Linked DNA regions of Mus musculus: all the other regions are linked to region 1. A link is a contact called in public HiChIP or PLAC-seq, Micro-C and promoter capture Hi-C data. All regions are on one chromosome and are shown on one strand. Each heading gives the region's core, a stretch centred on a gene start, on an enhancer-like site or on the middle of the called end of the contact. The rest is flanking DNA. Distances are from core to core; before and after follow the strand shown. Region 1 holds the start of Enox1 (ecto-NOX disulfide-thiol exchanger 1). Region 2 has its middle 28 kb from the start of Fam216b. Region 3 has its middle 50 kb from the start of Fam216b. Region 4 has its middle 25 kb from the start of Gm30608. Region 5 overlaps Epsti1 (epithelial stromal interaction 1 (breast)). Region 6 overlaps Tsc22d1 (TSC22 domain family, member 1). Region 7 holds the start of Dnajc15 (DnaJ heat shock protein family (Hsp40) member C15).

What was found. Promoter capture Hi-C pulls out the DNA fragments that hold promoters and counts their contacts. Hi-C and Micro-C count contacts between places; a contact is called where the count stands out from the background. HiChIP or PLAC-seq counts read pairs in DNA pulled down with a chosen protein or histone mark.
Region 2: a promoter capture Hi-C map of liver shows a contact between it and region 1, with 6 times the contacts expected there. The contact joins the enhancer-like site here to the promoter of Enox1 in region 1. A contact is called at or near these places in 11 of 39 promoter capture datasets (the 3T3-L1 cell line, the C10 cell line, the HPC-7 cell line and 8 more), 3 of 15 datasets of contacts at CTCF or cohesin (large pre-B cells, pro-B cells and stem cell-derived epiblast-like cells), 16 of 484 Hi-C or Micro-C datasets (the HL-1 cell line, Sertoli cells, adipose-derived mesenchymal stem cells and 6 more) and 10 of 115 datasets of contacts at active chromatin or transcription factors (differentiating embryonic stem cells, embryonic basal ganglia, embryonic forebrain and 6 more).
Region 3: a promoter capture Hi-C map of hippocampal neurons shows a contact between it and region 1, with 5 times the contacts expected there. The contact joins the enhancer-like site here to the promoter of Enox1 in region 1. A contact is called at or near these places in 12 of 39 promoter capture datasets (the 3T3-L1 cell line, 3T3-L1-derived adipocytes, the C10 cell line and 9 more), 3 of 15 datasets of contacts at CTCF or cohesin (large pre-B cells, pro-B cells and stem cell-derived epiblast-like cells), 19 of 484 Hi-C or Micro-C datasets (the HL-1 cell line, Sertoli cells, adipose-derived mesenchymal stem cells and 7 more), 10 of 115 datasets of contacts at active chromatin or transcription factors (embryonic basal ganglia, embryonic forebrain, embryonic hindbrain and 6 more) and 1 of 9 other capture datasets (embryonic stem cells).
Region 4: a contact with region 1 is called in a promoter capture Hi-C map of hippocampal neurons, with 4 times the contacts expected there. The contact joins the enhancer-like site here to the promoter of Enox1 in region 1. A contact is called at or near these places in 8 of 39 promoter capture datasets (the 3T3-L1 cell line, the C10 cell line, cranial neural crest and 4 more), 2 of 484 Hi-C or Micro-C datasets (the N1E-115 cell line and bone marrow-derived macrophages), 11 of 115 datasets of contacts at active chromatin or transcription factors (astrocytes, bone marrow-derived macrophages, craniofacial prominence and 8 more) and 2 of 9 other capture datasets (embryonic stem cells and liver).
Region 5: an H3K4me3 HiChIP or PLAC-seq map of bone marrow-derived macrophages shows a contact between it and region 1, with 8 times the contacts expected there. The contact joins the enhancer-like site here to the promoter of Enox1 in region 1. A contact is called at or near these places in 7 of 39 promoter capture datasets (the 3T3-L1 cell line, the C10 cell line, cranial neural crest and 4 more), 1 of 484 Hi-C or Micro-C datasets (bone marrow-derived macrophages), 8 of 115 datasets of contacts at active chromatin or transcription factors (astrocytes, bone marrow-derived macrophages, embryonic forebrain and 4 more) and 1 of 9 other capture datasets (embryonic stem cells).
Region 6: a contact with region 1 is called in a Micro-C map of embryonic stem cells, with 5 times the contacts expected there. The contact joins the enhancer-like site here to the promoter of Enox1 in region 1. A contact is called at or near these places in 3 of 39 promoter capture datasets (the 3T3-L1 cell line, hippocampal neurons and stem cell-derived epiblast-like cells), 7 of 484 Hi-C or Micro-C datasets (the Ba/F3 cell line, the C2C12 cell line, cortical neurons and 3 more), 3 of 115 datasets of contacts at active chromatin or transcription factors (the SCID.adh cell line, astrocytes and stem cell-derived neural progenitor cells) and 1 of 9 other capture datasets (macrophages).
Region 7: a contact with region 1 is called in an H3K4me3 HiChIP or PLAC-seq map of embryonic stem cells, with 13 read pairs. The contact joins the promoter of Dnajc15 here to the promoter of Enox1 in region 1. A contact is called at or near these places in 12 of 39 promoter capture datasets (3T3-L1-derived adipocytes, the C10 cell line, the HPC-7 cell line and 6 more), 16 of 115 datasets of contacts at active chromatin or transcription factors (SST interneurons, astrocytes, a beta-TC-6 cell line and 12 more) and 3 of 9 other capture datasets (embryonic stem cells, macrophages and pancreatic islet).

The regions. Positions count from the first base shown.
Region 1 is chr14:77,155,463-77,158,340 of GRCm38.p6, reverse strand. It overlaps Enox1 (ecto-NOX disulfide-thiol exchanger 1), which reads right to left and starts at 1,578. Exons shown (of 19, transcript NM_172813.3): 1 at 1,299-1,578.
Region 2 is chr14:78,059,445-78,062,219 of GRCm38.p6, reverse strand. No RefSeq gene overlaps it. Among named protein-coding and RNA genes, the nearest start is that of Fam216b, 28 kb to the left of the region's middle. Within about 2 kb of position 1,514, at least 16 of the 459 cell types and tissues checked have an H3K27ac peak or open chromatin away from gene starts, as enhancers often do.
Region 3 is chr14:78,037,501-78,040,603 of GRCm38.p6, reverse strand. No RefSeq gene overlaps it. Among named protein-coding and RNA genes, the nearest start is that of Fam216b, 50 kb to the left of the region's middle. Within about 2 kb of position 1,618, at least 6 of the 459 cell types and tissues checked have an H3K27ac peak or open chromatin away from gene starts, as enhancers often do. A contact at or near this core is called in cerebellum and hippocampal neurons, where this site is marked.
Region 4 is chr14:78,118,309-78,121,301 of GRCm38.p6, reverse strand. No RefSeq gene overlaps it. Among named protein-coding and RNA genes, the nearest start is that of Gm30608, 25 kb to the left of the region's middle. Within about 2 kb of position 1,696, at least 13 of the 459 cell types and tissues checked have an H3K27ac peak or open chromatin away from gene starts, as enhancers often do. A contact at or near this core is called in embryonic limb bud and hippocampal neurons, where this site is marked.
Region 5 is chr14:77,974,378-77,977,251 of GRCm38.p6, reverse strand. Epsti1 (epithelial stromal interaction 1 (breast)) reads right to left here. Exons shown (of 12, transcript NM_029495.2): 9 at 2,655-2,735. Among named protein-coding and RNA genes, the nearest start is that of Epsti1, 72 kb to the right of the region's middle. Within about 2 kb of position 1,386, at least 17 of the 459 cell types and tissues checked have an H3K27ac peak or open chromatin away from gene starts, as enhancers often do. A contact at or near this core is called in bone marrow-derived macrophages, where this site is marked.
Region 6 is chr14:76,493,952-76,496,807 of GRCm38.p6, reverse strand. The region is part of intron 1 of Tsc22d1 (TSC22 domain family, member 1); the gene reads right to left. Among named protein-coding and RNA genes, the nearest start is that of 4930444M15Rik, 25 kb to the left of the region's middle. Within about 2 kb of position 1,572, at least 25 of the 459 cell types and tissues checked have an H3K27ac peak or open chromatin away from gene starts, as enhancers often do. A contact at or near this core is called in embryonic stem cells and stem cell-derived epiblast-like cells, where this site is marked.
Region 7 is chr14:77,873,515-77,876,325 of GRCm38.p6, reverse strand. It overlaps Dnajc15 (DnaJ heat shock protein family (Hsp40) member C15), which reads left to right and starts at 1,409. Exons shown (of 6, transcript NM_025384.3): 1 at 1,409-1,528. The coding sequence starts at 1,427.

The sequences.
Region 1 (2,878 bases), core at 329-2,828:
TTCACATCGCCACCTACAAAAGACCCACCACCTCCTTCCTTGGGTTCGTAAGCACCAGGGTCTCTGCCAACAATCCATTTCCCTTCTCCTTTCTTCACCTTCTTCAGATCCCTTAATGACCCTTCACTACTTCCTCCAAAGGACCAAACTCAAACATGCAGCCCAGTTTGCCATGAATCTCCTCTCGTGCATTCGTTTCCTGCATTCTCCTAAAGCTACTTTTAAAAACCACTACCACTGAACAAACATAATCTCAACAAAATTTAAATTTTTTAAAATGTTATAACAGTGGAAGACTGCGGAAGGGGGAGTAAAGCACAATGTGCAATTTGAAGGAATGATACTAGCCGGATTACATACACTGGGATGTGTATGCCATAGAGCTGGGTTTCCCCACCTGTCGACCCCACTTCCCCCATGTGCTCGCTGCGGGATGACAACCACAACACTCCAGAACCACCCCCTCCAAGGAGGCGGGGTTATGAGATCAACCAATCAGAGCCCGCGATCCCGGGTGTCCAACCTATGGGGTGGCCGTGGCCATGCAGGGGTAGGACATAGGGTGGTCCGGGAGGGGCCGCGTCCGTGGGAGGAGTGCACGTGTCCAGAGAGGCGGGGAACCCGCGGGCGTCCAGCTGCCGAGGCGCCGGCCGGGTGTCCAAGTCCGGCTGCCCAGTGCGGTCTTGGACTGGGAAAGGCAGGCGATCGCCCGCAGAGGAAGACCTGTCCTTGTGTCCAGTTCCCAGCGAGAAGGAAAGACACAAATAACAACAATAGTACCTCGCGCAGATCGGGCAGAGAGGAAAGTTTCTGGCCCGCGCCAGAGTAGAGAACGCCAAGGCAGGGAGATGCTATGCAAGACAGGAGGAGGACACTATGGGAAGAACGGAACAACCGGAGGGCTGCGCGGGCAGGACAGGGTCCCGGGTGCGGTCCCCGGGAGGCGAGCGGCGGGGTGCGCTGTCCAAGGTGCAGGGGAGGCGGTTGGTGCGTGGTAGGCGCGGAGCCCGAGCGGACTCTAGCCGGCCAGCGATAAAAAAGAGCGGAGTACATCTGTGTGGGGCGCTGAGCACCCCCGGCTCATAAAAGTGCGGGAGCCCGAGGAGCGTCGGGGAAGGGCGCAGGGGGCTCCCCCACACCGCTGCCTTCCAGCCTCACCTCCAGCTCCGCTCCCCTCCCCCCTCGCCCACTCCCCTCGGTGCCTTGTTCCCCGGCCACGACGGGGGCGGGACCGGGAACCCCCCATGGGCGGCGAGTCCCTACGCCCCGGGGATGCTGCGGGCCGCGGAGCCGCTTACCTGGGGCCGCGGTGCGGGGATTCGAGGCAAGCGAGCGCCGGGCGCGGCGCGGCTCCTCCTTGCCTCGGCGTCTCCTCCCGATCGCGCTTCTGCCGGACTCTGTCCAGGGCGCCGAGCAGCCAGACCCGGCTAGACTGCAGCCTCCGCTCGCGCCGCCGCTGCTGCCGCAGACAGAGGACGCCCCGTGGCGGCTGGAAGCCTGTGTGAGTAGCAGCGCCCGGGAGAGTGGGATCTGCTCAGGGGCGCTGGAGACTCCGCGGCTCGGGGCGCGCGGGCGTGCGCACGCGCGCCTGAGAGTGTGAGTGAGTGTGCGCGCGCGCGCCCAGGAGTGGGGGGAGTCGCGAGGGGCGGGGGAGCGAAGCGGAGAGATGCTCGTAGGGACCGAGGCAAAATTCGTCGCCCCCGGAAATCCGTAAAGCGGTGAAAGGATGGGCGGCCTGTCTGGCCCGAAGAAGCGACTGGCCCGGCGGAGAAACCAGATGAGAGGCGGCGTGGCGCGCTCGAGCTCCGGATCCCGGCCGATCTGGAGCCGGAGGAGCGCTCTGCCACTGATGCTGCACAAGTGGTGCCCACGGCCGAGGATCGCGCTATTCCCTCGGGGGAGGAGCTGAGGCGACTCGCTCGTGCCACTGCTGCCAGTTTGAATTTCTAGGCTGGACGTTCAGGGACTGGTCTTGGTACCCCATGGTTGCCATGGCGACCTTGAAGGCGCCAGGCAGGCGACCGGGGTGCGGGGGGGAACTCGGTGCGTGCAGTGGACTCCAGGATGCTGAGATGCACTGCTCAACCCGGCGCTGTCTAAGGTTGAGCCTGGGCACAGAGGTTTTACCCAGGGTATTAGGATGCCTCAGTGGTGGTTGGGATCGCTCCAGATGAAAATGTTACCTTTTTGTTCTCCTTGGAAGCCACTTTCCCTCAAAGTTAGCCACCTCCATATAGAAGTATTGGCCCTCTCTTTGTTAGGATTCTGCCAACTGTCCCGATACACAAGTAACTCAAAGCAAGCTGAGAACACCTTCATCACCGAGCGCTCTAACACCTTAGAGATTATGACTAAATCCCACTTATCTGTCCTATTCCTGAAAGGTACATCGAGCTGTTGGTATAGTTTTCCATGCTTACTTTAAATAAGCAGACTTTATTCACCCAAGAATTCCTTCCAGGAGTGTAAGGTCCGTGTTGCAGTTGTCATGCTCTTCTTGGCAGGAATCCTCAAGAGCGGGTTAGGGTTTGCACTTTTGCCTGCCCTCCAAGACTTGCACAGCGCCCCTGTACACTGTGTGTTCTCTATAAATGTTGAATGAATGACATTGTTTTCTAGCTTCACATATCCTGAAGGCAGAAACTCAGATGGTGGGAATGTCATTACCATCCCACTAGGCTTGCTTGATTTAAACGTATGCCAGTTCCCTGTGTGAAAGACTATTTTTCCCCTCGGGCTGCCAGGCCCCAGTGCAAAGAAGGAACATAGGAGAAGACTGACCCATTGTGCAAATTTACCAAAAGATTCACGAAAAGAGCACTCAGAAAGGAACTTGGTGGTATAATCTGCCTGAGCAAAGGATAAAGATCCTGGGGAC
Region 2 (2,775 bases), core at 265-2,764, 900 kb before region 1:
CCACTGTCACCACCACCACCTCCACCACCATCATCATCATTATCATCATCACCATCACCATCACCATCACCATCATCATCATCACCATCACCATCATATAATACCTTTAGACACGGGTTCTACTTTTGGATATGCATTAGTTCTGTGGTGTGTTCTTGACGAGAGGTCACGTGAGGCTTCTCCTGTACCCCTCTTATCACACTCCTGACACCATGCTACTCACGGCTCACAGGCAGCCTGGAAATGCTACAGGGTGCCAAAGGCTTAGTGAGGCTGACTTTGTGAATTCAGTAAGTCAGTGTGATTTATGTTCCCACTGAGGGCACACTGTTCTAAAACAGACACGTGCTCTGGAATTCCATGTCTCAACACCCTGACACTTCTTGGAGGGTAGCTTCCGGTATTAGTGGAAGAAGCTAAAACCAGGGAATTCCAACTAGGATATTAAGTCTTTTCCTGGAGAGACCCAAAGGTGGTGTCTTAGGAGCAGGAAAGGCCTTATGTCTACATTTCATTTTTTGAGATGTGTTAAGAAATGTGGCAAAGGAATGCCCAAACAAAAGGCACACACTGCTGATGAAATACCCACAAATGTACATACATATACATGGATTCATACATATATGCACATGCATGCACCTTTTCACAGTCAGGTTCACATCTGCCTTATTCACACTGATGGCCAAATATTTGGGGGATTTGCATCTGGAAGCTTTCCTCTAGCCTTTGTGTTCACTCCCCTCACACCTTTGTTAAAGCAATGGTTAACTTTCTGAAGACAGTAAACAAGGTGCTATTGCATGCCTGAAATGCTCCACCCTGCCTTCAGTCCCTCATTCTGAACATGGCTCACTAGCTCCATCTAAAAGCTTCAGTGCTCTTTACATGGTCTCTTTCATGCACATACATACATACATACATACATACATACATACATACATACATGGATGCATGTATACTTGGATACAGACAGACAGACAGACAGACAGACAGACAGACACACACACACACACACACACACACACACACACTGAATACTTGCCAAACGCTTCATGCATAAACACCTGCTTGCATGCTTGACTGTACATCACCCTTACTCTTTGGTGACAGCATTCAGTGCCTTCTATTCAATGATCATCTACTTATCTGTCCCCTCCTACTCTGCCCTGAGAGCATCACCCTAACTAGGAAAAAAAATGGTTTCTTCCTTCCTTTTCTTTCTTCCTTTTTTTTCAGTTTGTTCTCATTCACCAAATAGAGCCTAGAAAACAGGTAAATAAAACCCAGTGAGTGAACAAACGGAACGAGCCTGTTCTTGCTCTTGCCCTTAGGTACATGGTCACCCTATACGTTCATCTTCCCGGTAACCCCCACTCTGAAGTCTGAGGTTGAGGCTTGTGGGTGGAGGGTTTGATTCCCTTGTTCCCTAAGCAGCATGCAACTTTAAGGCTGAACCATTTGCATCCCGCCTGGGTAGGGAGAAATGACCTAAGTGGGCAGTTACTCTTTGCCGGTGACTTTTGTTGCACTGTGTGGCTCATTTGATCAAGTCTAGACACATTATTTCATGTGCTGTGGAGTCTCAGTTCCTGTAACACAGCCCCCTTTAAACATTAGTCTTTCTGGCAGAATTTGATAGGGGTCATATAAAATCTTTTTCTTCATCTGCTAATGGCAATTTACAGACACTTACTCTGAGCAATGTGCACCGAAAAGACCAGCAAACTCACCCCCTCCCCCTGTTATGATCCAGCCCTGCAACGTCAAAGCCCGGAACCCAGCCTGATACTTTCATCCGTGATATGTGAGCCTCATCTGTGGTTGGCTGCCTCATCAATTTTCATTTGGGAGTTGAAATGGACTCGGAGGCAGATATGGCATTAATTACGGGGAAATTGGTTGCAATATGCCTGAGGTGAAGCCGTTCTGATGGGAATCCGAGATGGAGAGGAAGCCAAATTATAAAAGGGTGATTTACTGGAAAAAGAAAATGTGTGCATTACCATCAATGTTTAGCAAAGAAAAGGGAGCCAGTAAACCAGAAAGATGGTGGGGTGACTGAAAGAGTAAAATACTCAGGATCTCAAAAAAAGATTTATGGTTATGCTGTGTGCACTATATTTCCCCAGATGCACATGGCATTTTCCAAGAGTGTGCATCAATTAAAAGGCAAGTAAGCATTAATAATGGTTGGCAGGGCCCCTATTTCTTTTTAGATTGAAATATATTTCACTAAAGAGCATCTAGGGATCTCAAAGTTAAAATTCATTTGCCAGCTATGCTGTGTGCTATTGTTACAATTTTCTTGTTATAATATCACATTTTCCCCTAACGATTTCAATTTTTTCCCCTAGTTAATATCTCTTTTCTTTTGTTACCGAATCTTGACGAGGCAAATGGTAGATGCAAAGTCATAGCAGAAATGACAACCCTCAATTTAATATGAGAGAAGTAAGACAAAAGGTGCTTAAGGTAGTTTACTTTCTTTTTAAAAAGCCACAGTTTTTCTTCATTGAGCTTCATTGGGCTTATGAAGAGCGAGCTATGGGGGCGGGTGGGGGGGAGGTCATGTGTGCTGGCAATTGCCAGTATTTGTGAACTTGGGGGGGGGATCCTGATTTCAAAACACCAACCTCTCTCCCTCTCCCTCTCCCTCTCCCTCTCCCTCTCCCTCTCCCTCTCCCTCTCCCTCTCCTTCTCCCTCTCCCTCTCCCTCTCCCTCTCCCTCTCCCTCTCCCTCTCCCCTCCCTCTCCTTCCCTCTCTCCCCTCCCTCT
Region 3 (3,103 bases), core at 369-2,868, 880 kb before region 1:
ACACCATGACTTCTGTGGCTTATGGAGAAATAGTTTACTTGGCTTGTGGTTCAATGGGAGAGTGTGGAATGGCGGAGGAAATGTGGCAGCCGGCATCGAGGGAGATGAGAAATCACATCTTCAGTCAGAAACACAAAGCAGAGAGAAAACTAGAAGTGGGGGGAAGGCTGTAGGGTGTTCACTTGGTCCCTGAACTTCCTGGAGCAAGAATCTTCCTCCTAACGTTTCTATGACCTCTTTAAACAGCACTACCAACTGGGACCAAATGTTCCAATGTGTGAGCCAAGAGGACACTCTTCATTCAAACTGTGGAGGCAACAGTCACTTACAAGACAAATTGTGAATGTAAGAAAAGTCTATGGACTATTTTAATATACTTATTACAAATTAATGGAAGGCATATACTAAGGAGAATTGTATGGACTTAGACAAAATATTTACCCTTTCTGATGCTTTTTCTTCTTACTTATAATGAAGATAACCTAAATCACATGAGTGAATTACGCTGGAGCTTCTTGCATTTTCCTCAGTAGGAAGCGAATTGGATTCAATTCAATTAGCCAGTGGTTATTTCCTGTATACAGGGGACTGCGTACTCATCCTAACGGTCGTGTAAGAGGCTCTGTAAGTGCAGTCATCAGGGAAGGCTTCTTGGGCTTATAGAAGTGTGTGCTGCACACACAGCACCTCTGGATGGATCCCTTCCAAATCACGCTCAGCCACTGTCCCACAAAACTGCCTGGTAGCAAAGCCACTTGGAATCCTGATCCAACCAGCAAAATGAGCCCTTCCTTCCCCTGCCACACCCTGCAAACAGAGCCTGAATCCCTTATCTGCCACTCTCAGGGCCAGCTCACCAAGACAGAATGAGAATCAGCCTAAACATCTCAAAGCATAAAAGCCCACGTACACAAACAATAACAAAAGAAAAAATATTTTTAAAAAAGCATCGGAGCTGGTTTGTAGAAAGCAAACCTTCCAGCCTTTGGGATTTAGTCACCTCCTTGACTGTAAAGTCTGTTTCTGGATTGGGCGCTTTCTCCAACACCGAGAAGCAAAAAATAAATAAATAAAATAAAAAAGTCTTCAATCCTGCATATGTTAAGGCAAGGTCAGTCTTCAACAACAAAGAAAGAAAAGAGAAAAAAAATCACGAGGTAAAAATTGCATGGAGCCCTTTGCCAACTCCTGCTTTTTGAAATTCAGAATTGTGAGCTGAGCCATATGGTTCCATGCACCTTTTTGACTAATGGCTTTTCTCATGGGAAATGGCTCAATCAGGCATTTATTTGTGTTTCTGGGGATGGCTGAGTTTTCTAAGAGCCCACTGCCCTCCCAAGCCTACACACTTTCTGTTGAAGGGAAACCTTGGGAGAAACGGAACATTCGAGAGTCATTAGCAGTCACACTTCTGAGCTTTCATACTTAGCCACAGCCCCTCCGAGTAGGCTTCCCTGTGGTTACTAAATTTTTTCTCTTGCTGAGATTTCCCAGCATGCTCTAGGATTATCAAGCAAAGCCAAATATTAAGAGGAAAAATCTTGAAAATCCTTCAGTGCCTGGGGTGGAATCAAATCAGAGGCGCTCTTCCCTCTGGCACCAGCCAGCTGAGCTACAAACACTGACCCAGCCCACGCTGAGAGGATCATCACGAGCAGAAGCCCAGAATGCATCATGAATACATTGCCGACTCACGGAGGGGGAAATGAAGTCTATAAAACAGTGGGACCATTTGCAGAAATAACAGTTAATATTTATTTCGGGCATTCGTCTATACGCGATGTTGAGATGTTTCTCCCTCAGTGTTTCCTTCTGCCCTCAAGGCTTTCTGTCGGATAGATTCTGAATTCCTTAATCGTAGAAGCTTTGCGCTGCTGCGTAGCTCAATTGGCAACACAGGACAGCTTTTGTCAAAGTGAGCACTGGGCCCAGAAAAATAGCTGACATTAACAGGAAGCAAAACGGAAGCCAAAAACCAAAACATGGGCACCTGTATCCCCGGTCAGATGAATTTTATTAGGCCACATTTTAGTGGCTTCTTTATGGTTTCTACTTGGTTGCTCAGATTGTGAAAATTACAAGATAAAAATTAACTGGCTGTGTAATGTCTGACTTGTCAATTTTTCCACCTGGCATTTCTCTCTTGCGGAGTTACTCACTCTCGAGGAGGAGCCGTGTGAACCGCGGCAAGCCACCTGTCCGGTGCAGTGACTGGGAAGGGTAGTGGACAGGAAATCAGAAGGACCCAGGTTTCCAAACGCGATTGTCGTTCTTCATGCTCACCCTGCTTCCTTCAGCAAAGCCTCATGGTTCCCTGGACCTTGATTGTGTTGTGTGTAAGATTTTACAGGGAGCACAGTTCTCAGTAGGAAAAACAAAGTCTTCGAGTCAGGCAACAGCCCGGTTGGTAGTCCACTCGCTGCGCAAGCGTGAGGATCTCGGTTGGATCTCCCACAACCCGTGTGAAAAACTGCGCGTAGCAGCTGGTCCTTGGAATCCTAGGCCTGGGGAGGCAGCGTTAGGTAGATCCCCTGTGTTCACTGGCCAGTGGGAGAGACTCCATCTCAACAAGCAAGGTGGGTGGTTCCTGGGGAAGGACACTTGAAGTCGTCCTCTTGCCTCTACATTAGCGCGCGCGCGTGCGCGCGCGCGCGCACACACACACACACACACACACACACACAGCAGAGGGCAGGGTAGGAGGGAAGGAGGGAGGGAGGGGGAGAGAGGGAGAAAGGGGAGAGAATCTCAGGGATGGATGCTTCTAAGCTTCTGAACACATAATTTCCAAAGTCCCTATTTCTTAGTCGTATTCACATCTAGGGTTTGTCTATCCAGCGTAACTATTTGTAGGAATCACAGAACTATCATTTTTGCACTTTCATATGCAATGAAAAATGTTTTGTTTGTATGTCCAGCACCATCCCACAGAATATTTTAAAAGGTGCATGTTCAAGCGGCTACATTTAGTCACATTAACCGCTGTGCTGGTTCATCAAGGTTACTCTTAAGTGACATTCCTCTTGCCTTTGCTTTCTGCCAGTGCATAAAGATCAGGGCTAAAGCTTTTACCAGCGTACTTTGTGGTGCTGTCTGGGTTGGC
Region 4 (2,993 bases), core at 447-2,946, 960 kb before region 1:
CACATCTGGACTGGGGGTGTGGGAGAGTAGAGACCTTCATATCCCTGAGGCCGGCTGCCAGCTAGTTTAGCTTAACGGGTAATCTCTAACTTCAGTGAGGAATCCTGAATCACAAACTAGAGTGAGCTGCAGTGACTCAAGGGGCCAGGGTGGTTTAGTACCCAGGGGGGACCTCGCCTTCCTCAGAGCTGAATGGTGAGGGGGGGCAGGGGGGAGGGGTCATGGATAGGGGCAATGTGCAGGGAGTACTGATGGGAGGGGGGCTGCTATTGTGATGTAAAGTGAATGAATAAATAAGTAAATGGCAAAAACAAAGAAAGAAACAAACAACAGCAACAAAAAAATAAACCGAAGAGCAATAAAGACACCTAAAGTTGACCTCTGACCCCCACACACATGTGCAAGCACACCCCTGCACACTAGTGTGAACACACACGGCCATTGTAGAGGGATGTTTAGTGATGCAGGGTTCATTTCTGTTTGCAAAAATGAGCTCATGCCACAGAACATGCAATGTAATCTCAGCATTGTGAATCGTGCACATATGCACAGAAGACTGTAACCCAATGGGTCCTCACCTGCACTTTCTCATTTTCTGTAGTGAATCTGTATTGTTTATAGTTTGGGGAATGATTTGAAAGTCAAGGAAAACTCCATTAGAGCTTCATTTTTTAAGCCCCTGCCTTCTGCTCACTAGTTAGTAGTTAGAGGGCCACTCACAGGCTCTGTGAGGCCAACCTGTGTAGAAAACTAAGGTTCTACAGGGCTTGTCACAGATGCTGCAGCTAATAAGTAGTGGATACCCCAGGGCTCCTAACCTCTCCAACTGATTTTACAGCCTGAGGTTCAGTGGTTGAGAGCTAGGACTTCAAAGCCAGCCGCTGAGGTACTGGCTAGCCATGTGAGTACTTCTTCCTTTTAGTAGTTCAATTGCCTCTTATGTAAATTTGGATAATAGCAGTGTCAGCCGCGTAATGATGAGGATTAAATGAAGTAATTATGTAAGGTGCTTGAACAGCGGGAGGAGGCATGCTGCATTCAAAGGGCCAGTGTCAAAAAAAAAAAACAAAAAAAAAAAAAACAAAAAAAAAAGGCTGTCCTGGTTGATGCCAGGAGGTAGAAGGGAGCCGAATCCACCCAGATCTGTAGTCAGCTTGCTTTGGCCACTTAACTGAATGACCTTGAGCAAGTCCCTGAACCCGCGTCCTTATCTTTTGTGTCAAGTGTGCACTGCACAGTAATTTTCCAGATGACAATTGCTCTAATCTCTCTTATCAGTAGTCTGCCCTCCCCATCCCCCCCACAGTATGACTCAGTTGTTGGTTAGGAAGGGGCCTTATGCTCAGGAGGAACTGTGTGTCCTTGGGGCTGCATCAGCAAAAGGGCCCTTGTGGAGAGCCAGCTTCAGGGGGGACACATGACCTCTTTTCGTGGTCTTCAAAGGACTTGGGGGCGAGAGGTGTCTGTTGGGATTCTAGTGTGGGAGAAGCAGCTCTTGAGTTTAACACCTTTTTCCTGTCCTTACAACAGCAGATTCTGTAGCCCTGCCAGTACAAGAGCTCCCAAATGTTTGTTTCTTTTAATAGTATTAAAAAAAAAAAAAAACCCTCTAACAACAACATCCAACTGTCTGCCATTTACCTCGGGAGCCTGGAATGGCTGTAATTCACAGTGCAGCTGTGACTGCAAGGGTTTGTGGCTTCACAGCCTGGGAAAAGAAACTGCTTTAGCCATTAAGGTGTCTGCGTGTTTCCTGGGAGAGAACACTGGGAAAGAAGGCGATCAAGCCTGACTGGAGAAATTTTGCCTTTCAAATCAGAAGCCTCTAGTGCCCCCTCTTCCGCGCTGCTCCCTGTGTTCTCACGGACCGGCGGTGCCAAGATACATATTTGTTGTTCCCTGGACCACCCAGAAGGTGTAACTTGGAATGGCACCTTGTCCAGCTCTGGCCGCTGATGGTAGAGCTTTGGGGATGTGATCTGGTCCAAGACGCCTGGGATGATTCTGGAAGGGTTACCCAGCTCACACTAGGTTTATTGGGTCCGTGCAAGGAGCCTAACTCAGCGTTGGTCAGATGAACAGTTCTGGGTGTGCCGTGGTCTGTACCCATGCCACAAGCCTGGCCTGAAAATGAGTTAGTGCTGTCTTCCTGAAGAAGGTGGTCCTGGCTAAAAGTCTTACATAGATCTCACGTATGCAATATTTCTTCAAGGAGACTCAGTGGACTGAGGAGGCCAGGAGATTATCTGTGCCAGGAGAGGGCTCAGAAAGGAAAGACTGCTGAATTGAAGGTTAGTTCACCTGTACGCTGTGTCCCCAAGGAGGACAAATCATAGATGTTTGGGGTGGAGTTGGTCTATTAAGCCTGTGACCAAGACCAGCCCACTGTCTGCTTCCCTGCATCTTGCAAGCCAGGAATAGGTTTCTTTTTCTTTCTTTCTTTTTTTTTTTTTTACTGATTATGAGTACAAAACCAAGAGAACATTATTTTTGCTAGTGTAAAAATTATATGCAACTCAAATATTAATGTTGATGTGTGCTCTGTAGCTGATCTCATGTCACCACCAGAGTTGGAGAGTCGCTGCAGAATCTCTGTGTTTCTTCAGAGAAGAGCGTGGGTGACCCTTGTTCCAGCTCAGTGATTCCCAAACTTCTGCGCATTCCAAAAACACCTGCAGGGACTGTGAAACAGGATCACGGCTCCATCCTCAGCAGCAACATCAGCTGCTCTGAAAAAGCATCTGAAATTTCCCTTTCTAACGAATTTCCAAGTGATGCTGGTGACCTCAGGCCAGGGTCCCCACAAGGAGAACCAGGACCAAGAGAAACAGGACCTGGGTTGGGGTGGCCATTAAATAGAAAGGGAAATGTTCGGGGGAGGGGGTTCTGAGGAGAATGGACTCCTGAAGAAGGTCAAAGCCAGAGGGAAGTTGCAGATCCAGGAGCATTATGGGAAGGGCCCGCTTTGTTGACTGATACTCTATTGACAAAAG
Region 5 (2,874 bases), core at 137-2,636, 820 kb before region 1:
GGATCCGGCTTACTGCAGATTCCTTCATCCCTTGACTTTATCTCAGAATATGCGACTGAAGTATCAGAACAGCAGCTTCGCAAACTTTCTAATTATTAAGTTATTAATTTCTGTTTTTATCTTAATTACTTCCTTTAGTTTCACTCATTGTTGCTGCTGTAAATTCCTTGGTACAGAATTCATGTATTTTTTTTTCTTTCGTATTAAATGGATTTAAAAGTTATAATTTCCTTTCTCTGTGCACAGCTCTGCATGCATTTCCCATAAGATGCCAGTGCAGTACTATTTTTTTAAATGGCCTCCATAAACCATTTTGTCTCCTAACTGTTTAAATGTTTTCTGGGTTTCTTTGTTACCTTTCCACTTTTTAAACTAAACTAATAACCCATGGAAAACTCAGGAAGTACAATCAACCTATGAGGGACTTTAGGAAAGGCCAAAAAGGTGAAGAGAATGGTGTCTGTTACATGGGGGTCCCAATGAGCAGGATTCGCTTAGAGCTGGGTTAACCACGCCTCAGAGGGAGCTTCATACGGGGATACCAGGATACCGCAGTCTCCGCTGAGGGCATCAGCTGGAAGACAAGAGCCAGAGCATTGTAGTGCAGGATCTTTCCTCAGGCAACAGCACTGAACAGAGGAGAAAATGAGCTCAGAGAAAACAGGACAGCATGCCTGTGCCTGTGACCACGGAACAAGACACCCACCCCACATAATGACAGTGGCTGCTTATCTTGGGTGTCGGCATGTCCGGACAAACATAAGCAAGAATCACCATATTAAGAAGCAAATGCATTGGAGATCAGATCAGGGGAAATGGAGTTGGTATGATAAATAGAAATCATTAATAACTGTGTAACCACCATCATTACAGAGACGAGAATGTTAGACCCAGAAAGCAAACCGTTGCTCAGATAAGGCAAATGGGCAGTTTTGGTTAGCGAATGGATTCAATCCATGAGTCGGATAAGCACAGTGGATAGTGCTGAGGGAATGTAGTCGGCGGGACGATCAAGGACCTTCTTCAGAACGAGATGCAAAGGGAGGATGCAAAGGAAACAATGAAGATGTATGGAGACATGACCCTGCGCATCTGGAATCTGTTTGATAGATGTCCCGGGAATGGTGAATCTCGATGGAACAGGGGGATAAACTCGGATAGAAAGTCAGAGAGATGCATGCATCCTCATATCTGAAGAGACAAGCAAAGGCGGCACAGAAGATTAAAAACAGAAATAGAAGCGCCGTAAATCTTCTCATAATTCAGGAGGGGAGGGGAAGGAAATGATTAATAACCACAACAGAGGAAATGCAGCCAGAGATCATAAAAATAAAGAGAATACTGTGAATGGAATGTCAGTTACGTGGTGAGAGTACAAATATGTGCAAATGAACTGCCAACCACAGGAAATGAGAACGTACCAATCCACAAATGAAAAGAGACCATGGAACAGGGTAAGAGGAAAGCCGGCCACTTTTATCACTACAGATATATTTTAAATCAGCGACACAGAGTGGTTAAAAACCCAGTCAACAGACAGAGGAAGTGCCACACAAACACCAAGAACAATGGGATGTGGGAAGTATTAGATAAAATGCAGAAAGAGAAAAAGGAAATTTACCTGAAAGATAACTAATGAGAAGAACAGACTCTTTCAAAGCAATAAACAATTTGCACTGAGCGACAAACTCTGCCTTAGCATCCCTGAGCAAATCTACGGCCTGTTGTTCATGGCGAACATCAGTCACAGTCAAGGGGAAGTGGGAATCACCAGCATACTGTGAGGAGTTAGGATTAAACCCTTGGCCTGGCATGGTCTGTCCGTTTCCTGGCACGTGGCCTCTGTAAAATGCACTGAAATCCTGGAGACGAGCTGAGGAGGTAGAAGAAGAGTAGGTAGCCAGCACATAGAGAGGGACCATACCACAGGTCTCACAGCTATGCACCTGGTTCCCTACAGCCCTGAGTGCTACACTGTCCTCAATGTCTATACAACTGAAAGCACACCACTTTGCTTCGCTGTCTCCTTTTAACTGCCTCTGTGCTCCACTGTCTGTGCCTGCTTATCAAAAGCAGGTTTGACCATCAGATCACAACCTCGAATGGTTTTAGTTGCCAGACTACAAATTTTAAATTGTGAAATTCCACCATTAGGAAGTCAGGAGGTTCCACACACACACACACACACACACACACACACACACACACACACACACGTGCACGCACCCCACTGGTTTCAGTTGCTCAAAGTGTACGGAATGCTTCATGTGTATGTATAGACTTTCAGACTAGTTTCATAACTCCTGCTTCATTCAAAGCATTGGAATCTTCCCTGGATGCCGTCTGTAACGTCATAGATCCTTGGTCACTAGTGGGGTTGGTTGTGTTTTGTGTTCCTGTGTGTGTTAATCGTCTTCTTTGTGAACTGCCATCACCAACTGTGAGCCACTGTTGGACTACATACATAAACGCTGTGGCTGGAAGGCGCCATCTCCACAGAGCAAACCCAGAATTCATCCTTTGTTTGTAAAGTGCTGTCAGTTTTGTTTTTTGTTTTTTTTTCCCCAATTTTTATCTTAAAGAATCCAAACATTTCTTCAAAAGCACATGGCACTGGAAGTGACCTGCCATAACGAGGAAGGCCTCATGAATACCTTCTGATGTCCATCCCTCGTCTTTTGCAGCCTGGGGTTGTCTTCCTTCTGCGGAGAATCCCTGTGTGCTTGGCTGCCGGCCTGTGAAGGTGTAAGTGGAGAAGCATCACCCTCAGTGTATTCATCTTCCTATCCAGGGACTGCTGCTAATGACTCAGCCTCACAGTGTGGAGCGTACACTAAGCTTTCCATCCACACTTGCTCACTGAGTGATTTATGC
Region 6 (2,856 bases), core at 323-2,822, 660 kb after region 1:
GCCATGGAAATACATGATTTGAGCTCCTTACACCTTAAAAATAGTCACTGCAGCCTAACATTTCACGAGAAATTCCTGAGGTAGCAGTAGAGACGAGGCAGGAGGACCAGATCGGCCCATTTCTTCTATGTACACAGAATCAGTCAGTCTCGGTGACCTTAAAGTAGACAAACTTAACTAACGAAAGAGTTCTCTTTACAAAGGTAAAGATAAGCTGGAGGGTGGTCCACAGCCACTGAGCGCCTAGTACAGCTCGGACTCAGGTGAGAGAGCTCACTGCAGTGTGAGCTCTTCTGCTCTGACTCACTCCCTATGATGGCCTCTCTGGACACTGGTGGTGGAGCTCTGCCCGGGGGGGTGGGGGGGCTTCCTCTTCACTACGAATTAGTCAGAATTTTAAAGAGGAAACAAGCTTTGTGGACAATTTTGTTTTGATACGCCTTAAGATACGTGTCCGGAATTTACCTACACAACTGGAGGATGGGCACAGAAACAGCTTATCAGTATATTGCCCAAAAGTGGCACAGAGCCTACAGTCTGGTGCAGCAGGGTGTGTAGGTCTGGTCTGCAGTGGAGACCAACCCTCCCAGCCCTCTGCTAGGATGCAGAGCAGACTGACCAGGGATGTCCGAGGCAGCTAGCTCCTCAGTCAGGCTCACTGCAGCTCCAGGCTGGCACATTACAGTGCAGAGATGGCCGTGAAAGGTGTTCAATGGTGACCTCCTGGGCCTCCTTCCGAGAGCCCCCAGGAGCTGTGAGAAAGGCCAGGGGAGTTCAAGAGGCGGGAAGGGAACGATACTTTGTAAATAAGGCAGGCTGTGTGGCATTAGCAGTGTGTCTGGTGGCAAGTGGTACCCAAGTACTCCTGTGGATCCTGGCTCACAGCAGGCAGTACCCTCTAATCTCTAATCTCCTCACACAACGTCTATGTGTGATGCTAACCTTGTTATATTCTCACTAGTTACAACTCAGTAAGGGAAAGGGGGCAAGAGGGCAAAGAGAAGTAACAATGGAGTGGGCCCAGGCCAATGAAGAGGGAGATGTGGGTCTCTTTCTGACTTTCACACATGTACCTTTCCTCTCTCTGTCTCTGTCTCTCTCTCTCTCTCTCTCCCTCTCTCTCTCTCTCTCTCTCTCTCTTACACACACACACACATTTTAAAAATAAAAACTGATAACATTTTTTAAAGGACTAATATAATACATTTTGGCCAGAAGGATACAAGCTAAAATTTTCGAAATTCTCTTTGGGCACTCCTCTCCCATTCATTTATCCATCCTTATTCAACAAAAACTGTGAAAGGCCAGGAACTAAAGTTACAAAGACAAATGAGTCAGAGGGACTGGGGACAGGTGAAGGGGAAGACAGAGGAGGAGGGTATGCTATCTGATGTAACAGGATATACACACACAGGATGACGTTCAGAGAAAGAAGTGGAGGGGGTGGGTCTGAGAGCTCAAGATGCCCTCTGGGCCTTGAAAAACAAGGCATTTACATGGTACAAGGGGGGATGGGGGTGGGGAACACCTGAGAGAAGGAAATGACCAGACAAATGCCTGGGTCACGAGGCAGCTACACCAGGGCTTGATGTCAATCTGGAACTGACTGGCGGCAGTCGGAGGTGGAGCTTGTGGAGGGGTTGCAGAGAAGTAGCAATGGGGAACAGGTTAAAACAGGCTGGGGCCGGGCAGGCTCCAGGGAGACTGGGATTCCTGGTAGCTGGGGGTCAAATGGGGTGTGTGTTTTATTTAGGAAGGTCACTGCCAATGTACAAGATTCCTGTAGGAATGGCAGAGGGAGACCACGCGGGAGGGAGAGAGAGGTGATGACCAGAGGCAAGTTCAGCAGGTAGGTGATTCTCAGCTTTCCAGGTAGGAATGTGCGGAAGGTGACGGTCATTAACCAATCAGATTCTACGGCTGGCTGGTGAGAGAGATAGTTGGTTTGGGGAAAAAGGATGGTGACTGGTTGGACCCAGCAGCCAGGGGGAAATATGGTCTGGAACTCAGGAGAGAGTGGGCCTAAGAGAAATGTTTATAGTTGAGAGATGGCAAAACTATCCATAGGACTGGCTGTAACCACCTCAGGGCTGTGCATGGGAAAGAGAAGTGGAGCGGGGGCACAGGTCATCAAGGGCGGCCATTAGGCAGAGACGTGAGCTTTCTATGGGTCTGGTGGACACAACAGAAGGTGGCGTGGTGTAAGCTATGTTTTCTAGATCCTAGCATACAACAGTAGTCTCTTGAATGACCAAAGTGACAGAGATGACCTCACAGAGGACGACAAGGAAGAAAGGGACAACTCAAATAACAATGCCAAGTGGCCCAAATGTTCCTCAGGAAGCCACCAAATGTGTCCTGTGCGAGCCCACTAAAGAGTAGCCGGTCAGCCTGGTCAGACACACACTGTCACAACCAGTGGCTACAGAGAGCACAGTGAGCCTCTGGCCTCTGTTCTCGCCTCCTGAGGGCTAGCTGGCACAACCTGCTGAGAAGACAAGGAAGCACTAGAGTCAAGCCCAGCTCGGGGTCCAGGCTCCTGATGGTTCTCCTCTGTGGGGAAGAGGGGCGAGACTCCTCACAACTCAATAGGAACAAAACAGGCAGGATCCTGTGCTGACAGGCCTCACACTGAAAAGTAAGCCTGATACAAGTGTGTGTGTACATATATATGTGTGTGCATGTGTGTACATGTGTGCATGCGTGTCTGTGTATGTGCATATGTGTGTGTATGTGTGTGCGTGCATGTGTGTGTATATATATATATGTATGTATATATATGTGTGTGTGTGTGTATAGGTGTGTATGGGTGTATGTGTATGGGTGTGTGTGCGTGTGCATGAGAGAGAGACACAC
Region 7 (2,811 bases), core at 160-2,659, 720 kb before region 1:
CTTGATGCTAAAGGCACAGTCCCCCAGCACTGTACCCAAGACCTGACATATGCTCAATAAATTGAATACACTGAACACATGGATGATGAATGCATGATATGTAGGCTTCAATCCAATTCATTTGGTTTGATCACGAATAATTGTGGATTGGCTTAATAAAGTAATTTATGTAATAAAGCCGTGTTTCTGAAGAGTTCTGAAGTATTTTTAACACATTATTACATATCACCGGCTCAATTCTTGGTGTTTATTTCCATGTGGAATTTGTGACCCCTTTCTTCTTCTAACTAAAACAAACCCCATGCTCCCTACTGACCACATCAGTGGCTGAGCCTCCAAGGAAGCCTTTGTGGCTGTTCTCGTTTCTCTCTGTGAACTCTGACACTGATTTTGCTTTCATTTGTAGCTAATCTAGCATGCTTGCTCGTGCTTTTAGTATATGGTACTAGCATGGTGTTTAATGTAATCTTTCCTTCCTGATTCTAAATTCCTTCAGGCCCTAAGCATGAGAATAATAATATATGGATAAATTAATAGGTTCTTACAACTGGTTTTTTGTTTGTTTGTTTGTATGGTTTGTTTTGTTTTGTTTTTCAAGATAGGGTTTCTCTGTATAGCTCTGGCTGTCCTGGAACTCACTTTGTAGACCAGGCTGGCCTCGAACTCAGAAATCTGCCTGCCTCTGCCTCCTGGGTGCTGGGATTAAAGGCGTGCGCCATCACGCCCAGCTAGGTTCTTACAACTTTTAATGTAAAAAAACAAAACAAAACAAAAAAACCAAACCCCAAAACAAAAAAAAACCTTCTTGTAGGCTGGATTGCAAAGTGTATAAAGGGTAAAACAGCAGCCAACTTGGTACAGGGGTTAGAAAGCGTATTAGCTTCAGTTATTGCCTAATATCTGTTCGAGAAAGCTTGACCTAAACATTAATAATGAAGTTAAGTCTTTATGTATTCAAATTAGTCAAAATCATTTGCTGTGAGCGCAAGTTAGTGGATCATCAGTATCTTCCCAGTGATTTCACTAACATGTGAAATCACATTCATTTCTAGTTGGGAAGGTCAAGCAAGGAAGCCCTCCCTGGCCTTGTTTCTATTCCCAGGCACCATCGCGGTACTTTGGAATCTCTCCCTGCCTGGTTTTAGAGGAAACTCAAGGTAGACCTAAGAAGGCCCCGCCTCTTCAGGCTTGGTTGTTATAGTGGAGGGTGGCACAAACAAACAAACAAGGCTCTGTAAGGGTCTGACCCCGGGCTTTGACAGGGTCAGTTTATCGGAGATGGAATGAGAACCAGATTCTCTGCAGCCAGGTCTCCACTAATAAAACTGAACACCTACTCAGAGCGCGAACTTAACCGGTCCGCACTAATTTGTCCCCGCGGACGCCCCGTAGACAACTCAGTGCGTCCTCGGAGTCCTGCAGTGCCATGGCTACCGGTGGCGGCGTGACCTCCAGAGAGGGGCTGCGCTACGCCGAATACCTGCCTCCTTCTGCCCAAAGGTCGGACGCCGACATCGACCACACAGCGGTGAGTCTGCCGGCCGCCACTGACCTGCACCCCTAAACCCCAAGACCTCCCACTCCCACCCCCTTGCCCGGCTGCCTGTGCCCGGCGTGGTACCTGGCTGTCTCCTCAAAGTGTCACGGACCACAGAACAGGCCCACGGTTATCCAGTGAAGAGACCCATGGGTTCCCCCTGGGCAGAGGGGGCCCGGTGGAGCCAGGAGCCTCCCTTGGGGAAAAGTAGTTAAGAACCAGGGCGCGAAGCTGCGTGAGAACAGTTGGGACCTCTAGCACCCCCAAGTCTGGAGCAACTCAGCCTAGATCCGGGCAGAAAATGCTTGCGATTTATTGAGGCGGCTTCTTTCCTTCCACCTTGTGGTTCCTGAAGATCGAACTCAAGTCAGCCATCACCTCCACTGACCGAGTCACCCCGCTCGTTCACATCTGTAGGAGAGTCTAGAATTCAGGACATAACTTAGGAGGTCTCTTTAACAGCCAGCCTCAGGAATGCTAAATTGTGGGAGTCTTCACCAGTTCACGCCACTGTCCTTTCTATAACAGAAACAAAAACAAAAACAAAACAAAACAAAAAAAAAAACCAACTTTCTTGTGATATCCTGACATGAAATTAAAGTTTCTAAAAATCAATATAATAGTCAAATTGAAACGTAACGGTGAAGTAAATATCTTCTTAGTAATAAGTAGCTGTTTGAATTTGTAAATGCCTTCACGTTATTTATTATATTACAGGCTGCAATGAAGTGATCATATTGCCCTCGCATTGCAGCAGTTGTACATGGGACAGCTACAAATGCCAAGCCGGCAGGATTTTATTTTTTAAAAGGACTCACTGTATTTCCTACGCTGGCCTGGAGCTTACGATTCTCCTGCTTCAGCCTTCTTACTTCCTGGCCTATCAGATATTGGCATCCTGTTGTTATTTAAAAAAATTTTTTTTTTCCCAAAAAAGCAAACACTCTGAGGTAAATTGTTAGAAATGTCTCCTCACTTTGTAGGGTAAGTTCACTTATGGAAAATTAAGCCTGTACTAAAACAGAGTAGAAGTATAAATGGTTGAAAGTTCTTAACAAAACAAAGATGGCCAGAAACTGGTTATTCACCATTTAATGTCACTGGCATCTTGTAACACTTGGAGAGTTAGGGATGGTTTTTTATTCCTGGTTGGCCAGCCTTGCACATGATAGGACTTTTGAAATCGGGAGTCGACCATCCACAAAGTACTCTTCCTCTTAGGCAAACTACTGTGGAAGCTCAAAAGGGCTTCACAGCGTTTTCAGATTGTCCCT